Regions from separate parts of the Athene noctua genome. Here region 2 is linked to region 1. A link is a contact called in public Hi-C data. All regions are on one chromosome and are shown on one strand. The core of a region is the stretch at or near the end of the contact, and the rest is flanking DNA. Distances in the headings are between cores, read along the strand shown.

The links. A called contact is a pair of places that touch in the nucleus more often than the background predicts.
Region 2: a contact with region 1 is called in a Hi-C map of heart, with 4 times the contacts expected there. The contact joins the promoter of SMIM11 here to the promoter of ATP5PO in region 1. A contact is called at or near these places in 2 of 2 Hi-C or Micro-C datasets (heart and liver).

What each region holds. Positions count from the first base shown.
Region 1 is chr1:162,781,190-162,784,470 of bAthNoc1.hap1.1, reverse strand. ATP5PO (ATP synthase peripheral stalk subunit OSCP) reads left to right here and starts at 1,664. Exons shown (of 7, transcript XM_074903461.1): 1 at 1,664-1,758; 2 at 1,944-1,994; 3 at 2,108-2,218; 4 at 2,688-2,817; 5 at 2,931-3,043. The coding sequence starts at 1,729.
Region 2 is chr1:163,051,954-163,055,651 of bAthNoc1.hap1.1, reverse strand. It overlaps SMIM11 (small integral membrane protein 11), which reads right to left and starts at 1,415. Exons shown (of 4, transcript XM_074929070.1): 1 at 1,378-1,415. KCNE2 (potassium voltage-gated channel subfamily E regulatory subunit 2) reads right to left here. Exons shown (of 1, transcript XM_074929023.1): 1 at 2,769-3,698. The coding sequence starts at 3,362. The coding sequence ends at 2,985.

The DNA of each region.
Region 1 (3,281 bases), core at 415-2,914:
CTAAAATTAACTTGTGAGAGGTGTTCTGATTTTAATTCTTGAAAGCACTATCAGGATGTGACCCAATCCCAGATTCATTAAAGTGAGCTTAGCTATCAGTGATTTGACTGGCCTCAATAAACCAGAGCTTCCTGTGTATTAGAATGCTACAAGATCATGGAGTGTTTCAGAATTACACTAAATAATCTGGGAGATGGAATCCCACTTCAAGGAAATCCATTCTCTGCACCATTCCAAAACCTCAGTGTGTGCACATTATCACACGAAAAAAATATATTTTTGCAAAAGAAAAGCAAAGATTTTTTTCCTAGATATTTAATATGCTTTTCTTAGTACTGTAGTTATTCAAATTATTGTGAAGCGTATCAGGATTAAACCTATCATGGACTGTGTTTGTGCCTTTGAATGTCACCACAGCAAATGCAGCCAGGGATAGAAGAGGGAATTAAACTCCGACATCCAGAATAAAGCCTGTTGGTGACACAGTCATTTCTGGTGGGACGGTAAACTGTATTTCCTGGAGAGCGTTACTCTAATTCTGTTTTTGACGTAGCTGAAGAGATCATTTCGCTTTCAATTTGTAGCAACAGCAACATCTAGTGCTTGAAGTCCGCCCTGCAGACTTCATGCAGCATGCTTTTCATTAACGCCATGCTCTTTATTTCAATAGCAGCGCCCATCTGAGCTACTCACACCACAGAAAATAATTACCCAAACTTGTAACAGCTCTGCGAAGCAGGCGGGCGGTTTACCTTCTCTGACAGAAAAGATGGAAGATTAGGGAGAGAAAGAGTTTAACCGTTCAAGACAGTTAAGTAGTAGGCAGGACCCGAGTTGCTCAAGGTCATCTAGAGAGACAAAGTCAGAGCTGCCTGCCCTATGCTTTACCTGGGAGACTGTGTCTTTGCCCCAGGAGACGTTTGGATCTAGTTTATCCGAGGGGAGGAAATAGCTCATTGCGTTTCAGAGGTAGTTTCGCTGTGTTAGAGGGCGGCAGAAATATCCGGGAGAAAATCACAGCTGACATTTTCTCTGTTGAAGAACTCATGTGACGCTTGCTCTTCTGGTGCATCTGAACGGAGAGGCGTGCATGGCTCTGTGAAGTGCAGGACCCTTACAGGAACACGAGAAAGGGTGGTGGGTTATGGGGTGAGCCACCCTATGGGAGCCATTTGCCCCGGTCACTCTGGTCCTCTCCGGGGCCCCGCACCACCAGACTCCGCCTGAGGACAGCCACCTTCAGCGCCAGGGTGTGAGAAGAGGCGACGAGGGGGGACGCTTCAACTGGAGCTCCAGCCACCGGGGTTCTGCTCCCGTTTGCTTCACCCAGGGCCCGAGCAAGCAGCTGTTTCCCGCGGGAGGAGCGCCGGTGCGCCGCAGCCCGCCGGTGGGGCCGGACCTCACTCCTTGGGCTGACCAGGCGGCTGGGGAGCCTTAGCGCTCGGCTGCCAGGGCCTGGCGAGGCAGCTCAGAGGACGCTGGGGAGAGGGGCCCCGGGCAAGGCGAGAAGGGAGGCGGGGGCCGCGCTGCCTCCGCCCTCAGGAACTACAGCCCCCGGCAGGCAGTGCGCGGCGCGGCGGGACGCGAAGGGACGGCCCCTCTCTGGAGAACTACCTGTCCCGGGGCGCCCCGCGGGCGAGGAGGGCGGGCCCCGCGCCTGCGCGCTGCCTCACCGCCGGGACCGGCCCGGCCTCAGCTGTGACCTCGAGCGGCGGGCGGGCGGGCAAGATGGCGGCGGCGGCGGGGTTCTCCCTGAAGGTGAAGTGGCGGGGTGGGGGGCGGCGGCCCTCGGGGGGCTTGGGAAGGGAAGGGAAGGGCCGGGGGGGATGGCGTGTCGCGCGTGCTCCCTCACCCGCCTCCCGCGCCGGGTCTCGAGCGGTGCGCGCCTCCGTCCCCAAGGCGGGGGGCTCGTCTCGATCCCGGCCCCGTGATGCGCCCCCCAGGTGCGGCAGCTGAGCACGTCGGCGGCGAGGCCGGTCTCCAGGCTGGTCAAGGTGAGGCGGGACGGGGGCGGGTCACCGGCGGGGCCGGCCAGCGGCGGGCGGCCGCAGGCTCTCCCGGCGCGGGGCCGGCTCTCAGCGCCCGCCCGCTCTCTCGCCCCCTCCAGCCCCCCATCCAGGTGTACGGGCTGGAAGGGCGCTACGCCACCGCGCTGTACTCCGCCGCCACCAAGCAGAAGAAGCTGGAGCAGGTGGAGAAGGAGCTGAGCCGAGTGTGGGTAAGGCGGTGTGCAGCCTGCGCCGGCACGGCGGGTTGGGAGCGGTGGGGGGTTGAGGTGGGCTCGGCTCTTGCAAGCTGGGCGAGCCCGGCTCGCAGCTGGCCCGGCGGGCCTGCTGCCTGCGCTGCGCCCCCAGCGTCAGGCTGCTTGGAAGCGATACGGGACGAGCGTCAGCTCTGAAAGAACCATACTGTAGATGAGCTACGCTTGGAGCTGCCATTTCACTTCCCGTCGGCTTCAGACCGCTTCATTCTCACTCAAGGAATGACCGTGTTGTCTGCTTTGGCTCATAGAGCTGAGGGATGTGGTGTAGTTGGGAACTGTCAGTGTTAGGTCAGTGGTTGGACTGGATGATCTTCAAGGTATTTTCCAACCTAGATGATTCTGTGATTCTGTGGGTAGGCCAGTTAGGCCTTGTAATGCCTGGAAAACTCCTGACCTTTATCACCTTGTTTGTGTATCCTCTTAGACTCTCTTGAAGGACCCCAAGCTATCCAGTGTTGTTATGAACCCTCACACCAAGAGCACAGTTAAACAAAAAGCTGTGAATGATGCCTTAGCAAAAGAGAAGATGTCCCCAATTACTGTCAACCTGATGAGTGAGTAACCATTTGACTTCAGAAAAACATCTAAAAGGCTCCCTGGTATTCCTGTTAGCTAATCAAATCCACTTCTAGCGGGTGCTTTAAAACAATGCATCTGCCTCTTCCAGATTTGCTTGCTGAAAATGGTCGCCTGCGTTACACGCCAGACATTGTTTCTGCCTTTGGGAAGATCATGAGCGCATACCGAGGAGAAGTGCTGTGCACAGTCACCACTGCGCAGGTAAGTTCAGAACCTCTAGATCGAGCTTAAGAGCAGTAAAAAAGGCAAACTTCTTTAGCTGAACTTTGCTCTCCCTACTTTTAGTACTTTCTATATGAGTAGTGAGGAAACATCTCTACCAAGATGAAAGTCTTTCTGCAAATAGTTTTTTGATATTCAACAACTATTCGTCAAAAATTAAACCTGTTCCTCCTATTTCAGCCTTCCTCTGTGTGAACCCAGTGGCTGATAAAAGTCA
Region 2 (3,698 bases), core at 166-2,665, 270 kb before region 1:
ATCACTTGTTTTATTCTAGTGTCACCGATACATAATCCTAAACTAACACCAACTCAAGGCACATCAAAAATATAAAGCTGTATAAGATCTTCATACCTGAAAAAGCAGAAATTAAAAAATTAGTGATTCCTCTGGCAGCTCCTCACATGTTTCAAACTCTGGAAAATAACAACAGAGCAGATGGGATGTATCAGTCGTGGTATCTGGATTAAAATCAAATCACAACTAAAAACGTCAGTGGCACATCAGACTGTTCCACCGCGGCATCATTCCAGGCATGTCCTAGGGCTCCTGCAATCTGCAGGGACTCACCTGCTGCCACCACCTTGCCCCAGGAGGGTCTGATGGGCCGGCAGCCTCCCCTGACTCCATCCCTTCGCTTCCCTTACCCAGCCCTGCCCTGCCCTGGGCACCTTTCCTGGTCCCTGCAGCACCGGGAGACCAGCACAGCCAGCAACCCACACACACACTTGAGGTAACCAAACTTTGTCAATAAATGATAACTTCAGGTCGCTCCTTCTTACTTATTTGCCTCATTTTTTCTTAAGAAGACATCAAGACTCGGCAGATTCCTAGGCGGTAAGGCGCCCTTCCAGTCGGCCGTTGTGCATCGCGCCTGCGGCCACACGCCGGGAGGCGGCCGCAGCGGGCCTGCCCGCGGCTTCGGGCCAGCTAGCGCCTCCCCAGCTACTCTTAAACCGCACGCTGCCTCCTCCGGGAGGCGGCCGGGAGGCCGCGGGCTACGGCGGGGCAGGTCCTGCTCTGCGGCCGCCGGGCCCACCGGCTGGCGCCAGGGCGGGAACCGGGGCCCTGCCGGGGTCAGGCGGGCAGGGCGGCCGGCAGGCAGCCGGGGGAGGGCGCGGGGACAGGCAGAAGGCTGGGGATCTGCGGGTGCCGGGACGGGCAGGGCGGGGAGCGGGCCGGGGGTGCGGGCAGCAATGCAGGCAGAGCAGGCCGGGCGGGTCGGGGGCCGGGGGGACCGACCTCTGCCCGCCTGCCCGCCGCCCGGCGCCGCGGGTGCCCGCGCCACAGAGGGCGGGGAGGGGGGGGCGGAAGGCGCCGGAATCGCGTCTCCTACCTCACGGGGCGGCCATGGCGCTGGGCGGGGGGGCGCGACAAACTACATCTCCCAGGAGCGGCAGCGGCAGGGCCCGGCGGGGCAGGGCCCGGCAGCGCGGACGGGTCCCCTCGCCCTGCCTCCTCCCTGGCGCCTCGCCCGCCAGCCCGCCGTACCCCGGCAGCCGCCTGAGGCCGGAGCGGAGAGCAGCCCACCCCCGCTTCTTCCCCCCCAAAAATAACAGTTCTGAGGCAAAGCAATCCCCACATGTCCCAGGGGTGTAGTTCCCAGGGCAAAGCAGTCCGGGTCCCCGTCCTCACCTCCGCCGAGCGGCCTCACAGCCCGCCACCGGGTGCAGGGCCGGGCCAGAGCCGGGACCTGCCGCCGGGTATCGGCGGGGAGCGTGGCCCGAGCCGGTCTGGCAGTGCTGGGGCAGCTGGGGCACCGGCCGAGGTCTGCAGGGGCGCTCCTCCGCCTGCGCCCTGCCCGAAGGGGGGGCCTCTCCCTGGCTGGAGGGGGAGCGGGGGAGCCGGCACACACCCGCAGGCCGGCTGGGGAGGTGGGGGAAGAAGGGCACCCTGCGGCGAGGGAGGCTCACCAAAAGGTTGCAGGGGCCTGAGGAGCCTCCCCCAGCGCTCATGGACCGACATGGATCAAAGTCTTATTACTGTGCCAGCAAAAGGCACATCTGGGGCATGGCAGCAGCTGCTGTGCCAAATCTCAGGACCAGTCTCCGAAACAAGCCAAAGCTTCCCAACAAAACAAGCCCTTTTTATTTCTCTTTAAGGTGAGAAAAACAAAATTGTCGGAAATGCAGCGCCAGACGTGACTTGTTTCAGCCAAAACTTTATAAAAACAAACAAGCTCACACGATACGACAGCCAGCACGGGAACTTTTAGCTTAAGCGTTTTAAGTCTGGCAACATGAATAGGAGCTAACCCCAAAGTCTTACAAGTGAAGCACGTTTTAATACTAGAAGTGTCACTGGTTCTGCTTCCAAGTATTCCCTGAGAGCCAGCATTGTGATATATCAGCAGCATGGGAGAGGACAAACCATCTTGAAAACTACTTCCCAGCCAGTGGAAACCAGCACCCAACATGGGAATCTCTTAGAAAGCACAGCAATGGGACAGCCTTGATAGCTGGGTATAGAAATCCCTCCTCTGAAAGCCAGAAGGCAGGATCTCAGTGGTTTACACTGAGCCCTGACTGATGGGATGTAACCAGTGCCTCCATCACCCAGCTTGCATCCCAGGTAGGCAGATTGCTCTGGAGCACCAAGGAGCAGCAGAAGAGACAGCTTGGCCAGCAATGAATTTGAGATTATGAACTTCTGGAAGCTGCCCTAGACAACCAGAACATGCTCCTAGATGAGGCTGCTAGTTTAGCAGCTCTTCTGCTATAAAACAGGCCTTGTCAGAAGGCTGTGAGTCAATCTTTGCTGCCATTGAATAATGAAATAAAAATGGAAGCCAGATGATTAAAAAAAAAACAGTTTGGAAGGAATGTGTGCAGGTATAGGTTACCTCCTATGATTCATACCATAACACATTGTTCAGTCAATAGATTGAGATTTTGATATTTTACTGTATGACCACTAATTCATGATTATTCTGAGGTGGGAACATCCAGATCTGCTTCTGGATTTTAAAAAAGCTAAAAATAAATCAAGTTATTTATTCTCTTGGGTTTTATTTTCCTGAAGAACAGAATATCAAAGCAAAGCACAATCATGCCTTTTTCTTGGGTATTCCCCAAGCAGCTGTGCCAAAGTCTTCATGGGAAACAGTAATGTTGATTTCCTCAGCACTCTCTTCCACATTGACCTGTCTGTTAATTTAATGAACAGTTTCCCAGCTGTTTGTAATTCCAGTGAGTTCCCTGCACGTGGCTGTATAATTAATCATTGCTGATGTTTCCAAAAAGTCAAGGTGATCCAGGGCTTGTTTTGTCCCTTGCACCCAAGTTTTCATGGATCACACACTTGAGGTCTTCTCGATTCAGAACCTGGCTTTTGTACTTCTCACCCCAGTCCTCAACGATGTACTGATGGTAGGGATCATTGGAGTGCTCTCGCCTCTTTGATTTCACAGTACTCACCAAGATCGCCACAATAATGAAGGAGAACATCCCAATCATCACCATCAAATAAAGGATAACATAGTCAAAGTTTTCAGCATCAACCTTGGCTTGCAATTTATCTGCCGCTTCTGTCATGTTTTTCCTCCAACCGTTCATGTAAGTGAGAAAGGTTTCCTTGAAAATATCTTCCACAGCCCGAGTGAAGTTTTGCATTTCAGCCATCCTTGCAAGGTACAGCAACTAAAGACAACATGATACTTATTTTAATCAAATATCTATATGAAGACAAAAGTTACATTGGTTTCTCTTGTCTGCATTAGGACGATTAATTAATAACACCTGCCACTTGGAAGTGCAGTACCAATTTTAGATCAGCTGAGGATCCCCATCTCTGAGTGGTTCAACATGTTCAGACACCCAAGGAGGTTTTACTTCTCTCCTTACTCAGGTCACTTTGGGTCTGTGGGAAGCCAAATACACCTTGGTGAAGACCAGTGAGTGTGGGCCCCCGTGACCCATGTTACAGGGGTCAAGGCACACTGCCTTCCCTGCTGAGGC